Regions from separate parts of the Mus musculus genome. Here all the other regions are linked to region 2. Evidence: chromatin contacts called from public HiChIP or PLAC-seq and promoter capture Hi-C data. All regions are on one chromosome and are shown on one strand. Each heading gives the region's core, a stretch centred on a gene start, on an enhancer-like site or on the middle of the called end of the contact. The rest is flanking DNA. Distances are from core to core; before and after follow the strand shown. Region 1 holds the start of Lgr6 (leucine-rich repeat-containing G protein-coupled receptor 6). Region 2 holds the start of Zbed6 (zinc finger, BED type containing 6). Region 3 holds the start of Rab29 (RAB29, member RAS oncogene family). Region 4 holds the start of Nucks1 (nuclear casein kinase and cyclin-dependent kinase substrate 1). Region 5 holds the start of Timm17a (translocase of inner mitochondrial membrane 17a).

What was found. Promoter capture Hi-C pulls out the DNA fragments that hold promoters and counts their contacts. HiChIP or PLAC-seq counts read pairs in DNA pulled down with a chosen protein or histone mark.
Region 1: a contact with region 2 is called in a promoter capture Hi-C map of neutrophils, with 6 times the contacts expected there. The contact joins the promoter of Lgr6 here to the promoter of Zbed6 in region 2. A contact is called at or near these places in 2 of 39 promoter capture datasets (neutrophils and pre-B cells).
Region 3: a promoter capture Hi-C map of pre-B cells shows a contact between it and region 2, with 2.1 times the contacts expected there. The contact joins the promoter of Rab29 here to the promoter of Zbed6 in region 2. A contact is called at or near these places in 2 of 39 promoter capture datasets (liver and pre-B cells).
Region 4: a contact with region 2 is called in a FOXA1 HiChIP or PLAC-seq map of pancreatic cancer cells. The contact joins the promoter of Nucks1 here to the promoter of Zbed6 in region 2. A contact is called at or near these places in 1 of 39 promoter capture datasets (liver) and 1 of 115 datasets of contacts at active chromatin or transcription factors (pancreatic cancer cells).
Region 5: a contact with region 2 is called in a promoter capture Hi-C map of liver, with 2.6 times the contacts expected there. The contact joins the promoter of Timm17a here to the promoter of Zbed6 in region 2. A contact is called at or near these places in 2 of 39 promoter capture datasets (cranial neural crest and liver).

What each region holds. Positions count from the first base shown.
Region 1 is chr1:135,103,918-135,106,617 of GRCm38.p6, reverse strand. Lgr6 (leucine-rich repeat-containing G protein-coupled receptor 6) reads left to right here and starts at 1,342. Exons shown (of 18, transcript NM_001033409.3): 1 at 1,342-1,689. The coding sequence starts at 1,478.
Region 2 is chr1:133,659,397-133,662,204 of GRCm38.p6, reverse strand. Zbed6 (zinc finger, BED type containing 6) reads left to right here and starts at 1,320. Exons shown (of 1, transcript NM_001166552.1): 1 at 1,320-2,808. The coding sequence starts at 2,608. It overlaps Zc3h11a (zinc finger CCCH type containing 11A), which reads left to right and starts at 806. Exons shown (of 18, transcript NM_001276767.1): 1 at 806-968.
Region 3 is chr1:131,865,806-131,868,553 of GRCm38.p6, reverse strand. Rab29 (RAB29, member RAS oncogene family) reads right to left here and starts at 1,277. Exons shown (of 6, transcript NM_144875.2): 1 at 1,144-1,277; 2 at 779-1,035. The coding sequence starts at 902.
Region 4 is chr1:131,909,189-131,911,987 of GRCm38.p6, reverse strand. It overlaps Nucks1 (nuclear casein kinase and cyclin-dependent kinase substrate 1), which reads right to left and starts at 1,530. Exons shown (of 7, transcript NM_175294.3): 1 at 1,238-1,530. The coding sequence starts at 1,254.
Region 5 is chr1:135,312,482-135,315,181 of GRCm38.p6, reverse strand. It overlaps Timm17a (translocase of inner mitochondrial membrane 17a), which reads left to right and starts at 1,445. Exons shown (of 6, transcript NM_011590.2): 1 at 1,445-1,488. The coding sequence starts at 1,463.

The DNA of each region.
Region 1 (2,700 bases), core at 93-2,592, 1.4 Mb before region 2:
GCTCATCTTGTAGTTCTATCACAGCTGCGGCTGGAGCCCTGGAAGCACAGCACAGTTCTTTTGGCTTCTTGGTCTGACTATGCAGCTTCCCCTCTGCGGGCCCTGCGGCGTCCGCAAAGATAGAGAGGGGTTGATGAAGTGTTTGGGATATAGAAGTAAAAGGTGGAGGGTATCTTGGCTACCTCCGTGTGGTCCTCATGGACCATGGGGATCAAACTGCTCCCAACTTGGTCTAGTTCCATCCTGGGGCTTGGCTCAGGGAAAGATCTGGAGACCAGAGAAAGCAAAAGGACACGTGAAGGAAGCACTGCTAGCCCAGGCTGGCCTAAGAAGAGAGCTGAGTCTTGACTCCAGTTTTAGCCACTATTGCCCTTGCTCTCCAAGGTCCTGGGATTATAGATGGATTATAGATGGAATCGGGCCCTTAAGGTGCTTGAGCTGCATCTGTAGTACTGGGCCTCCAGGTGGCGCCAATCAGCCGACTCGCTGGCAAGCTCTGGCAACCAGCTGTGCGGAGGGCAGCCCCTCTGCTGTCCTGGGTCCCGAGATCAAGGTTCAGGGTGATCTCTAGACCTTAGATCTTATAGTCTACATGAGTTCATTTCCATGCCCTGTGCATCAGGTGGAATCTACGCCAGTTGCTTGGTGTTGAGGAGTGGCTCCTCAATGAGGGGGCCCCTCCTCATTCCTACTACCAACCTGCGACCACGTCCTTCCTCCTTGAGACCTTCTTCCTTCCCTGGTCGGAATGGGTGTAAAGGAGTGATCTGGGCACTAGTTCTGAGGCTGTCCCCAACTGCCGTGTGACCTTGAACATCTCTTTCTCTCGGGTCTCTTTTCCCATCAGCCTAAAATCTGGTAGTGGGGCTCAAGTCTGTGGAACTCTCTTTTGTTGTTGTTTTTTTGTTTTGTTTTGTTTTTTGTTTGTTTGTTTCTCCCCTGATGGTCTCTGGTCCCTTGAGACCCTGTGGCTGTTCCCAAAGTCAAAAAGAATTCGACCCCATAGGCCCAGCTCTGGGGCACCCTTTCTAAACAAGTGCAGGTCTCTGATGTGCTGGCCCTTCCTAGCTTTCTTTGGGTTTCTTTGCTTTCTTCACCGCCCCTCTCCTACCCCACGCCCCCGATGAAATTCCTGCCAGCTGGGAAGGAAGGAGGGAAGGGGAGCGAGCCACAGCGTAGAAAGTTTCCTTGACTCCTCCTCCCAGCCCCCCCACCCCACCCCCGTGTCTCCCTCCCTCGCCAAGCCCAGCCTGTGAAACTGAATAACGAAGATCACTCAACAATGCCTGCCCCTCTCTGACTGCACCGTCCCGCCGCCGCTGCCGCCGCCGCGCCCAAGCCAAGTCGAGCGGGGGCGTTGCCCACCGACGGCGCAGCCCTCGGGCCCGCCCGGGACCAGGAGGTGAGCCGCGCGCGCACAACTCCGTGCGCTCGCCCGTCTGAGCGCCCGCCAGGTGCCCCGCAGCCCGCCGCCGAGATGCACAGCCCGCCTGGGCTCCTGGCGCTGTGGCTTTGCGCTGTGCTGTGCGCATCGGCGCGCGCGGGCAGCGACCCCCAGCCTGGCCCGGGGCGTCCCGCCTGCCCGGCTCCCTGCCACTGCCAGGAGGACGGCATCATGCTGTCCGCTGACTGCTCCGAGCTCGGGCTCTCAGTGGTGCCTGCGGACCTGGACCCCCTGACGGCTTACCTGTGAGTACTCACCTGCTGGTACCTGTTATTCGTAATGGCCGCCTGCCCCGCAAACACTCGTTTGGTGCCCTTGGACATGCGCATCCCCAAGAGGGCTCTTCCTTTTCCAAGAGTGAAGGACTGGGAAGCTAGTCTTAGAACTTGGGAAACTGAGGCAAGAAATGAGCCTAGGCCTCCCTGCTACCTTTCCCAGGTGTTTCTCCCCCACCCCTATGGGCTTAATGTGGGACCTGGTGAAGTGCAGTGTGAACGCCAAGCAAGAAAGTGGTGTGTGTGTGTGTGTGTGTGTGTGTGTGTGTGTGTGTGTGTGTGACAGTATATTCTTTTGCTGTCCTCCTCAGAAGAACACTGCCCAGGATTGATGAAGGCAAAAGTTAGTGCTCTGTTAGGAGGTGAGGGAAGTTTGCCCTGGTAGGGATGAAATGGGTTCTTCCACCACAGCAGGAAGCGGCACTGCCCCACTGAGGCAGGGGGCTTTGGTGAAGGGTCCACGCAGCTCTCCTCTCCTTAGTTAGGGACTCTGCCAGTACCATCTTCTTGTGTGGAGGTCTCCTACCCCCTCCCCAGGCCTCCCTGAAGTCTTGTCCCAGGAGGCTGTGTTAGAGACACTAATTTGTGGGCAGGCTTCAAGACTGAAAACCAGAGAACCATTTTTAGAGTCTGAGTTGGGGTGAGGTGGTGCACGAAGGGGACCCTATTGGGGGTAGCCGGCTCAGAATCGGGAGAGCCGGAAGCTGTAGCTGATCACTACCTGGGCAGGAGTGGGTGGGAGCATAGCCCGGACCTCTTGGCCCTGACCCCTGCTGCAGGGAGAGGAAACCCCCTGGCCTCCCCTGCTATCCCTTAGAAGAAGGAGAGAAGGTGGGAAGATCTGGGTAGAAAGTCTGGCCAGAGCTCCCTCAGGCCTGAGAGAGGCTCTCTCGGCTTTGGGATCCTAGAATTGAGGATCGCTGAGGAAGAGGCAGCCGGGCTTGTTCCCAGAGGCTCGGCAATAGAGCTGGTGGGGCCAGG
Region 2 (2,808 bases), core at 71-2,570:
AAGGAGAGAAAGAAAGAAAGAAAGAAAGAAAGAAAGAAAGAAAGAAAGGAAGAAAGAAAGAAAGAAAGAAAGACAGACAAAACTAGCCAGGCATGGTAGCAGATGCCTGTGGCACTAGCACTCAAGGAGAGGAAGAATTGCTAAAGATTGGAGGCTAGCCTGGTCTACAGAGCAAGTTCCAGGTTAGGAGTTCATAGTATATCTGTCTCAAAAGCCAAAACAAACAAACAGATAAATGTGATTAAGTAAAGGAAAGCATCCAGAGCAGAACTTCTGCTATGGAAGTCCTTCAACTTTGCAAGAGAAAAGTAGTTTTTGTTTTTGTTTTTGTTTTTGTTTTTGTTTTGTTTTGTGATACAGGACTCTCTAAATAGTCCTGGCTGTTTTGGAACTCACTATATAGATCTGGGTGTTCTCAAACTCACAGAGACTTGCTTGCCTCTGCTTCTTAAGTGCTGCCACAACAGGTCAGTTAGTTCGGAGCTAATTTTTAATTAAATGTCTATCAGGTTTGGAAGGCTCATTATACACACTCTGGTTAACATAAATTGAATGTTTGGTATCTGGTAGACAGGTTTCTTGCTTCTCTCCTTGATTTTACAACAAAACAAAACTTTCGTGAAGAATAATTTTCTGATAGGCATCCGGGTCCACAGAAAGAAATTCCGGTCCCCGTGCCTCCGTGACACGTGACCCTATGACCCAAGAAGCCATTTTAAGGCTGGCCTCATAGAGGAAACTACAACTCCCAGAATGCCTGCGCTTTGCGTCGTGCTGGCACTTTCACTGGCCCAGCCTTAAAGGCGAGCCTGTAGCCGGGCGCCATCTTTGACGCTGGCAGTCCTGGGTTTCTGCTTGTTCGGCTGCTGTGAGGACGGCGGGCGACCGCAGCTAAGAAAAGAGAAAGACGTGGCAGCACGCGGGAGTCGGAGACATTGTCATCGGTTCGGTAAAGTTTCTGTTCTCTGGTAACTAGACCCATTTTTTGATTCCCGGGTGACTTGGGGCCTGGGAGGGAGAAGAGGGCGAGGGGAGTGGCAGCGGCCTCCCCTCGCCCGACTTTCGGCCTAGCCCGGGAAGTCTGAACCGGGCCCATCAGCACGGCAGCTACCCGGACTCCCGCCGGCGGCCCCGGCCTGCTGGGCTCCTAGGCAGACTTCAGCTCACTTTCCCACCCTCCCTGCCCCCACCCGCTCCGCCCCACCCCCACGGCGCCTGCTCCCTTACTTACCAACCTCTTCCCCCTCCCCCCACATCCGGTGTTCCCGAACCGGGATTCCCGGGTAGCCCCGGAAAAGCGACTGTTTCGGACCCCCGGAGGGGGAACTGACACTAGGTTGCTCTCTTCCGGGAATCAGTTTCTTTAGTTAGCTGGCCCTCCCTCCCGAGATCAGATCAAGTGCCTGGACCCGACTTTACCTCCTCGCCTTCCTCTCTAGGGTCCCACTACTTTGGAGGTTTTCTAATATTCCACATACAGAGTCGAATTCTGGTATCCTATTCCCATTCCCTACCCTGATTACTCTCCCGCCCAAGCCTTCATCCTCGAAGTCAAGAGCTACAGGGACTCTTCGTTCTTGTAGGATTGGTGAGATCGTACGAAGAACACCCCTTAGACGCCCATAATCGGTGCGGATCCCCATGGGGAAGGCTCGTTTTGTTGACATCTACCAGGCTTTGGTTCTGAACCCAGAGAAGGCGGCTGTGCAGCTAGTGGTAGCCATGCTTTCGTAGGGTAAACGTGTTGGTATTGAGGGGAGGGGAGGGGGCCCACGGAAAAGGAATGGAAGTGGTTTAAAGCTTATTTTAGTTTGGCTGCTCATAGAATGTCAATTTATGAGTTATTTACAGGTTGTATGTAATGTTGCTTCAGTCTAAAAATATGAACTCTTGATAGAAACCGTAAATGAAGAATATAGCTTGTTACCTTGTTTTGAAATTTTATTTCCAGTTAATTTTTCTTCAGCCACCTATAGTTTTCAAAATATCAGAACAGAAAGGGCACAGCTAGCGCTTACTGCTAATGCCTAGTATGTGGAATCTGATTTAGCTGGCCGGAATTGACTTTTTAGGTTGTATTGGCAAGTCAGTCTTAAATGATGACTGTTGAGTGGTGCACTAAGCTTAAGTGAAATTTCCTGAAAATATTCCCGAAGTTAAGGGAAAGCCAGTGTTGTTGTCGTGTGGATTCACTAAAAGTACATATTTTAAGAACTGAAGGCATTTCCAGCAGATGAAGTTCTTGATTCGGCAGCAAGAACGTGAACCTGCAATTTGGAAGACTTAACCTTTAGCTGCTCCAGATCCCATGACGGTGGGAAAATGGGCCTCGGTTCTCTTTTCTATAACATAAGGACACTGGACGATTTGAATTTGAAAGTTACAAGAACTCCTAAAGCCCTGCAAGACAGAGTTTGGGAATGTTCTCCATTGCTGTCATTTTTCCTCCAAAAATAACCTGGCTTGGAAATCATCAGTTGAAAGGGAATTTGACTCCCCATAGAAACTGGAGGAAAGGTAATACAAGTGGAGAGGGTCAGCTGTATTTCTGCCAGAGTAATAAACCCACTGAGAGGTTCTGGTCCGCATTGTGGAGACATAAAGAGAATGAGTGTATGTACTCTAAGTGTACCAGTTTCCTCAATCTCTCCTGGCAGAAGATGCAGTACTTTTGGTGATGCTGGGATTCTGGGGTGCGTTTCCATTAATTCAAACACAGACGAAGACGATGTGGTAGAGGGAAAGATGGTGGCAGAAGGAGCGAATAAAGAGACAAAATTGCCTGCTAAAAAGAAAAGAAAGAAGGGT
Region 3 (2,748 bases), core at 28-2,527, 1.8 Mb after region 2:
AGAGTGAGTTCCAGGACAGCCAGGGCTATACAGAGAAACCCTGTCTCAAACAAAACAAAATAAAAAAAACAAATGTAATTTTATTCTTTCACATTACTGTAACCTTGTTAACTACCTTCTCCTTGTGGTGGTGGTGGAGGTGTGTGTGTGTCTGTGTGTATCTGTGTCTGTGTCTGTGTGTTTGGGGTAGACAGACCGACAGGTGGACAGTTCAGCAGAGTCCAAAGGCCACACTGGGAAAGAAATGAATTTACTTTTAGTGCTTCTTTCTCTCTTCCTCCCTGCCTTCCCCAGTGCAAGAGAAGACGACAGGCCACTCGAGGGTATTTCACATTCTTTCGTGAATTCCTCACATTTCCCACTCAGTTCACTAATGACACCATAGGGCTCATCAGACCTGACCGGAATCTGTCCTCCAGTCTTCCCCACACCTCTGACTGCTTAGCTCCTGGGCTTTCCTCCTAAGGTAACGGGGTTCTTTCCTCAACACCCGTCGGATGCTGGTAGGAAGCAGGGTAACTGCCCCAGCCTGCACTTGAACCGGGACTCAGCTGACTTTGCTGACTGGAGAAGTTGCTCTGGGCAGCGCATGGCTGCGGGAGGGCTCTGCTCTCTGCGGTGAATAGTCCCCGGCTCAGACCCCTTCACCATCTCTCACCTGTATACTTTGGCCCTATCTTTGTAGGTAGGCTGGGGACCCCTTAGAGGCAACCTCGGTACCCAGAGGCTACCGGCTGCGAGCCTCGACCCCTGCTCCTAGTCACCCGTGACCGCTCACCTCCCACGGTGGACTTGTAGTGCTTGCTGAAGCTGTCCTGGGAGTAGCGCTGGACCAGAGACGTCTTGCCAACGGCGGCGTCCCCCACCACCAGCACTTTAAACAGGTGATCTCGGCTGCCCATGGCTAGTGGTGGGGAGAGGTTTTTTGATAGTTTGTTTTTCCGGGAAGTCGCTTATTTCAACCCCTTTGGCTCCCGGGTTCTCTTCCAATTGAAGTCAGGCATCTCCACCCTCGGTTGGTTGAAGCTTCTCTGACTGGAAAGCAGAAAAGGAAACTTTTGCACTCGGCCTGTGCGCGCTTCCTCCCCGCGCGGCCGCAGCCTGGGTGGGGCGGGTACCAGCTCGACCCTCCGCGATTGGCACCTTCCTTTCAGGGACCTCCGAGTCGCTCGCCAGCATTGAACCGTGGCCAGCACCTTGCTTAGAGAAGTACAGATGACTTAGACCCTTTCTCGGACCGCACACACAAAATTGAGGTTGTGCAGAGTCCTTGTCCGGTCCCCGTCCTGCCACTGGCGGCGCACTTCCCAGTCTTCCGTCAAAAACGTTGTGAGCCCCACTGCTCGGAGAACTACATTTCCCAGTGTGCCTCTTGGTAAAGCGACCAGACCAGTGTGGCGACTTGCCACGTACACTCTTGGGAAATGTAGTTTCCTAGCTATCTTGAGCAAATTTACATAAAAGTTTTAAGGTTTTCAAACTTTAAAGAATTTAGAAATCTATTTAAAAACAATTCTAAAGTTTGGCGTCGAAGCACAGGTTTGCAATCCAGGCCTTGGGGAGATGGAAATAGGAGGATCATAAAACCCTAGTTCATCCATCGTCTTCTGCAACAAGTGTGTTCAAGGACCCCTAACCCCACCACTTCCTCTCCCCAGAGCAAGACAAGAGATTGGAAGCAACTTTGGGTCACCCTGAACTACGTAGACCATGATCTCTCCTGTCTAAATCTTTCCCCCAGATGTTTTCTTAAAATCACATTTTAAAGATTTCTAGACGGCCTTTCTTATTAGCCATATTTTAAAGGTTTTATAACACAAAGATAAATGTCCAAGTTCCAAGTGAAGTCCATTTCCTGTTGTCTTAACTACAGAGTCAAATCTCGAGCCTTGTAAAGACAAGGTCAAATTTTCCATATGACCAATAACAGGCACATTTGGGGACATTTGACCCAAAAGATCAACCTTTTAAAAAAAATCTATGTCAAAAGTTACAACACTTAATAACTAGCTATAGCAATAACAATGCAGAATAAACAAGAGATAGTTCCTCATTGACACTTCCACATTTCTTACACCAGCCACGCATAGCGTTTGAGCACCAGGACATTTCCTTTTGTTGCTGCTATTAATTCTGAATACTCATAAAATGATTGGCAAATATTTTTACTTTTCCTACCTGTAATTTTTCTGTCCTGCCTGTCCTTTAGCTAGAAATTGTGGCTAGTAGAATAAGCTTCACTTTTTTCCCCTTTTGGCTGTTTTGTTGTTGTTTGTTTGTTTGTTTGTTTGTTTTTTGTTTGAGAGAGGATTTTCTGTAGCCTAAGTTGGTGTCAACTTCTGACAGTAGACCATAGAACTTGTGGTTCAATTGTAACAACATCCAGTTTTGTAGTTTTGGAGAGTAAATCCAGGCATGCTAGGCAAGTCCTCTACCATCGGAGCTACATCTCCAGCCCTCCTCCTCCTCCTCTCCCTCCTCCTTCTCCTTCTCTTCTTTCTTTTTTCCTTTCGACAGAGTCTATGTAGCCCAGGCTGGCTTTGAGCTCCAGATCCATTTGCTTCTGTTTCTGCTTCTACTCCCTCCACTGGAATGCATGCACACAGTATGCAGCTTTGTGTGTGTGCTCATGTGCGCAAGCTCGTACACATTTGGGGCTGGTTTCTTCCACTACTCTCTCCCTTCCTCTCTCTTAAAAACTGGAAATTTAAAGTTAGTAAACAAAGTAATACCTTCCATTACAACATT
Region 4 (2,799 bases), core at 281-2,780, 1.8 Mb after region 2:
TTGACTACTTCCCAAACATCACACAGAAGACATGGTAATTTGGAGGTGCAGGTTAAAACAGAATGGAAAAAGCAAGCTGGTAGGTAATTCATCCTCCGCAGTTCCCTCTCGCGAGTGGGAGGGGTGGTAATCTACCACCAATAGATTATCTTGTCAAGGAGACATAGTGGGGCACAAAACCGTTGCCAGATCCAAACCTCTCCTTGGTATTGGGATACTTTCGATACCAAAACTTGAAATGAATTCATAACTGTAAAAATAGTTAAGAACTAAAGGCAATGGGGCCAGGTAAAGCTCCTTTACAAGTAACATCTATTGACTTTGGTCTCGGTCTCTGTCCCTCTGTCTCTCAGGCCTTAATAGATTGGACTAAACCACACCCTCCACCCAAGCCACATTCTATACAACAGCTCTGGAGGGCATTAAAGGGGAGCCCACCGAGTGAGGGGAAACCGAAAACTTCTTGAAGCCATGTGAATAAAAGTCTGATCGCTAGTGGATCGTAGTCCATTTACGATTAACGTCACACGGGGAAAGAGAGGGTTACAGAAGTAGCAAGAGACGCGTACTGCGGGGTGAGGGGGAACGAGAACCACACGGGATTTGGGTTAACAAGCACGTCCCTGGAGGAAGGGCATTTGTCTGCAAGCGGTGGAAAGAGAAAACTTGGGGTTAATGCGTTCAGAACTCCCAAGTGGGGAGAGGCTGTGGCCCTTATTTTACGGGGCTCAGTGTCAAAACTCACTTTTGCCCCAAGGGGAAAGGAAAACGTGGGTTCCGCCCAGGCCGGGCTAGGAGGCGGGGCCTGCCGCGACCCCGAGAATGGAGGCGGGGCCGGGCGGCGGGGCACAAGCAACTCGCTCGCCAAAACGCTAAGCCGGCGAGCCTCTGGAGGACCGAGTCCTCCGTGTTCGCACCCGGGTCGGCCGTAGGCTCCAACAGGGCCCAGGGGTGCGGCCTATGGTGTGCCTGGTGCGCGCCAAGCCCACGCCAGGGCCATGGCGGAGGTGGGGGCGGCCGCGGAGCCGACCCGGACCCTGCGGGGTGGAGGCGACGCGCCCGTGCGCGCCGCCGCCATCCTGCGCGCCGCCGAGCACCCACGCGCAAGGGCGCGCGCGGCCCCCGACAGAAGGCCGCGCGTGGTAGTCAGGAGCACGACTCCAGGCCCGTTGCCCAGGTCCTTCGCCACTCACCCCAGCCCGTTCGGCCCGCCCCGGGCCTTGGACTCCGCACTGACCTGACAGGCCGAGACATGTTCGCTGTCGAGGCGCGACCAAGTCGAGGAGCCGAGGACCAGGACCCCCCTCCCCGCGCACTCGGCGCCCCACCCCCCCGCTCCGGCCGGCGGGGCCGCTGCTGCCGAGCCCCGGGCTGCTGGCTTCTCAAGAGTCGGCGGCTGCTGGTTTGAGGTCCCTGGATCTGACGAGCCCCCCGCTCCCCCGTCTCTTCAAAATGGATGAATCAAACCAGCCGAAAATGCGCCAAAGCCGCGGTGCAACCAAACCCCGTAGGGTTTGTGCGCTCCGCCCCAGCACGCCCGCTCATTGGTGACTCCTGTCAGATGCGCCCTAGTCATTAGTCCATTTGAATCATCACGCCTCCCAGCCCCGCCCCACTCCCGGATAGGCCCCGCCTCCTCCATGGGGTCCTGTTAGTCAAGATGCGCTGAGAGCGCACGGCCGCAAAACAAAAATGGTCGCCGATTGCCCGCCCCCTGTCTTCCACGCCAGAGCTGCAGATTCGGCTTGGGTTATATCTTGGACCCCCTGCCAAATAACCTGATTTATATAGAGTTCTCTGTGGACTAGGTGGTTCTGTAATGGATTTAATTTCTCCTGACTTGATTATTTTGCAAATCAGCTAATTGCAAGACTCATGGGATAGGCAGCAGATTCGTCACTTAAGAATTGGAGGGAAATTACTTAGGTTCAAAAATTTGACCTTAATCTTAGAAATCCTGTACTCTGACTTCAGCGTTAACCTCCCAGGGCTCAGTCACGCTGCTGAAGTAGAGAGTTGGGTTCACAAGGAATATCTTCTACCCAATCTGATCTTTGAGAGCTACTTAACACTCATTAAAACCTCAATTTCTGATATTAGCATTTCAAAGAGAAAGAGGTGATTAATGGTTAAGAGGGAGACTGGTGACAAAACGCTTGCTTCAAAATTCTAAGTCCACCACTTAGTACTTAACTAGGTTTCCTCTGTGCACCTCAGTTTTATGATGAGTAGAGTAGGATACAAGGCTACCTTATTACTAGAACTAAACAAGGTGCTATGTTGAAAGGCCTTTAGTCTGGGCTTAAGTGTTAGGTTCCGTTTTTAATAGAAGATAAAATTAGTTCGGGGGGGGGGGGCAGGGAGGCTGGAGAGATGGCTCAGTGGTTAAGAGCACTGACTGCTCTTCCAGAGGTCCCGGAGTTCAAATCCCAGCAACCACCTGGTGGCTTACAACCATTTGTAATGAGATCTGATGCCCTCTTCTGGTGTGTCTGAAGACAGCTACAGTGTACTCATATATAATAAATAAATAAATCTTAAAAAAAAAAAAGTAGTTCGAGTTGCCTCAAGACTGAATGCCTAAATCAGAAGTAGAGCACAGTATCTTTGTATTAATATCTAGGATTTACTTCCTGTTATAGTTTGGATTCCATGTTCCCTAGGGACCCATATGCCAAAGATTTAAGAGGCAGGACCTGGTAGAAGTTAGGACATTAGGAGTGAGCACTTTAACATGATGTGGGAACCTTGACTTGACCACCCTCTGTCTTTCTTGCTTGCAGCCTGTAAACACAATGT
Region 5 (2,700 bases), core at 196-2,695, 1.7 Mb before region 2:
CCTGGTGTCTGCAGAGGCCAGCAGAGGGTGTTAGATCCCCTGAAACTGGAGTAACAGACAATTGTGAGTTGCCATTTGTGCTGGGAATTGAACCCCAGTCCTCTAGAACAGTCAGGCTCTTGATTGCTATGCCATCTGTCTAGCCTCAAATATCTAGCTTTGTTTTGTTGTTGTTGTTGTTTTTTTTTTTGAGACAGGGTTTCTCTGTGTAGCCTTGGCTGTCCTGGAACTCACTCTGTAGACCAGGCTGGCCTCGAACTCAGAAATTTGCCTGCCTCTGCCTCCCAAGTGCTGGGAATAAAGGCGTCCGCCACCACGCCCGGCGTTGTTGTTGTTTTAAGGTGGAATGGAACAAGAACTCCCTTTATAGCTGGCAGTGACTGTGTTTTCCTGATAAGGCTGGTGAAACTTCATACTTTTAGCTTTTTCTTCTTTAACAAGGGAAGTCTGGAGTATCTCAGGATGGCTTTGAACTCTAAATGCAACTGAGGATATAACACTGAACTTCAATATGTGCCACCATAACCGTGTGTGTGTGTGTGTGTGTGTGTGTGTGTGTGTGTGTGTGTGTGTGTATGATGCTGGGGATCTGACTTACCAACTTAAGTATGACTATAGCCCTATTTTCAGTCTCTTTTCTCTGGGCTAAACATATCTCATGCTTTCTGGGTTATCCTTTGTGGGGAGGCATGGAAGAGGATCTGGCACCAACGACCCCCAAAATCAATGGTCTCAAATTGGCCATGGCTCCTGAAATGGTCCAATTGTCTCTATAAGATGAACACTTATTTTCGGGCTGCTAAATTGGCTCAGTGGGTAAAGTACTCGCTGTCAGCCCTGACAATTCCAGTTCTGTAGACTCTCCTTAGACCTCCATGCACCCACCAGATCCCGTACATACATCAATTAATAAAAATAATCTTTATTTTAAAAGTTATCTATTACATTCCAGACATTATGACTATATAGATCTGCTCTAAAAGAGCTACATATATTTATTAAAGATTCACTGTTCACGGCAAATTAAGTAGCACTATTAATAAATACCTGACAGCAAAAGCACTTTTTAAAAAATAGCGGCTGGATAGTGGTGACACACACCTTTAATCCAGCACTCGGGAGGCACAGGCTGGCTGATCTGAGTTTGAAGCCAGACTGGGCTACATAAGCGAGTTCCAGGGCAGAGAAACTCTGTCTCGAAAAAAAGGGCAATCAATGTTTATCCCAGGCCACGGGGCTGATCTGAACTCTGTCACTCAGTACTCCGAACCCCCGAACCTCCACGCCCTGGCCGGGGAGCCTCCACGCTCCGGGTCTACAAGGAGTCCGATTGCCATTGGCTGCGGCAGGAAGAGATGCTCCAATCCCCGTCCAGTAGCACGCCTCCGCCTGGGATCACTTCCGTCGCGGGGATCAATTTCCGCCCAGCGTGCCGTAGACTCTCGCGCGGGTTGGAGCCAAGATGGAGGAATACGCGAGAGAGCCGTGGTGAGTTGCCGCCGCCGCCCTTGTCCCTTAATTACCTCCTCCATCCGCCGTGGTCGGAGTCTGAGGTGCAAGCGGAGCTCCGCGCGGCTCGGCGCCGAGATCTGGGCAGCTGTGGGTAGTGTGGATGAGCGTGACAAAGGTGGCTTTTTAGCGCAGTGTGCCAGGACCCCAGCACCCCTGTGACCTTGTGGTGCATTGGGAGGAGGTCCGGTGCTGGGCTTGGTGGAGCTTTGGAACCTCCTCCCTATGGCAGGTGCTGTCGACTTTGTGCGGGGACAATAATGATCCCTTCTGCCTGCTGAGGCGACCTTGAACACGTCCCTAAGCCTCGCTCTGCTCAGTTTCTGCCTCGACGAAGGGAATGTAGATCTCCGAGTGCCATACCCGAGGCCTTATGCCTATGAGGACTAAGTGTCCCCACGATGAAGCATTTCAAATGAGTAGACCACAAATTTCACCCAACATCCAAGGGGGCTGGATGAGCTCCTTGTAGGCTGAAGCGGCCTTTCCTATGTGGAATTCCCGAAGAAAAAAGATATATCAGTATGTGGAAAATAGGAAGAGATGAGCTGCGTGTGTTCTCTGAAAAGCCATGAATAGACATAAATTCATTAAGTGTTTATTAAGTAAGGGCTGTATGCTTGGCTCAAGGTGTAAACAAGAGTAAATCAGGCATAGCTGTTTGCAGTAAATTAATGTAATAGCTGTCGAGTCTCAACAGTTGTTTGAATAAAGCCTCAGGTGTCACAAGCTAATAGATCTTGGTATTCTGGGTTTTTGTTTGTAATGAGCGTCAGGGTATTATCCTCAAATAGTGTGTCTGCCCAGGATTTTAAATTATTATTTGGTGGCACTCCCAAAAGTATGCTTCAGCCTTCTGTCCTCAGAGGAGGTTATCTCCATGTGTTGGGGTTGGATATGCAGGGTTTAGCTGGACTGTATAAATTGGTACTAGATGCCGTATAATGACACAGATTAGCAGGAGGGGTAATTTTGATACATTTGAGTTTTCCCCAGGTCAGGTGGCACAGGCCTCATGAGGTAGAAGCAGGAGAGCCAGCAAGTTTAAGGACAGCCTGGGCTCCATAGCAAGTTCTAGGGCAGCTGGGGTTAGACCTTGTGTCAGACATATTTTCATCAGAGTGCACTGTGCATGCTGGTAATCTCAGCACTTAGGTTCTAGGCTAGCCCAGGATACATAGCAAGGCCATG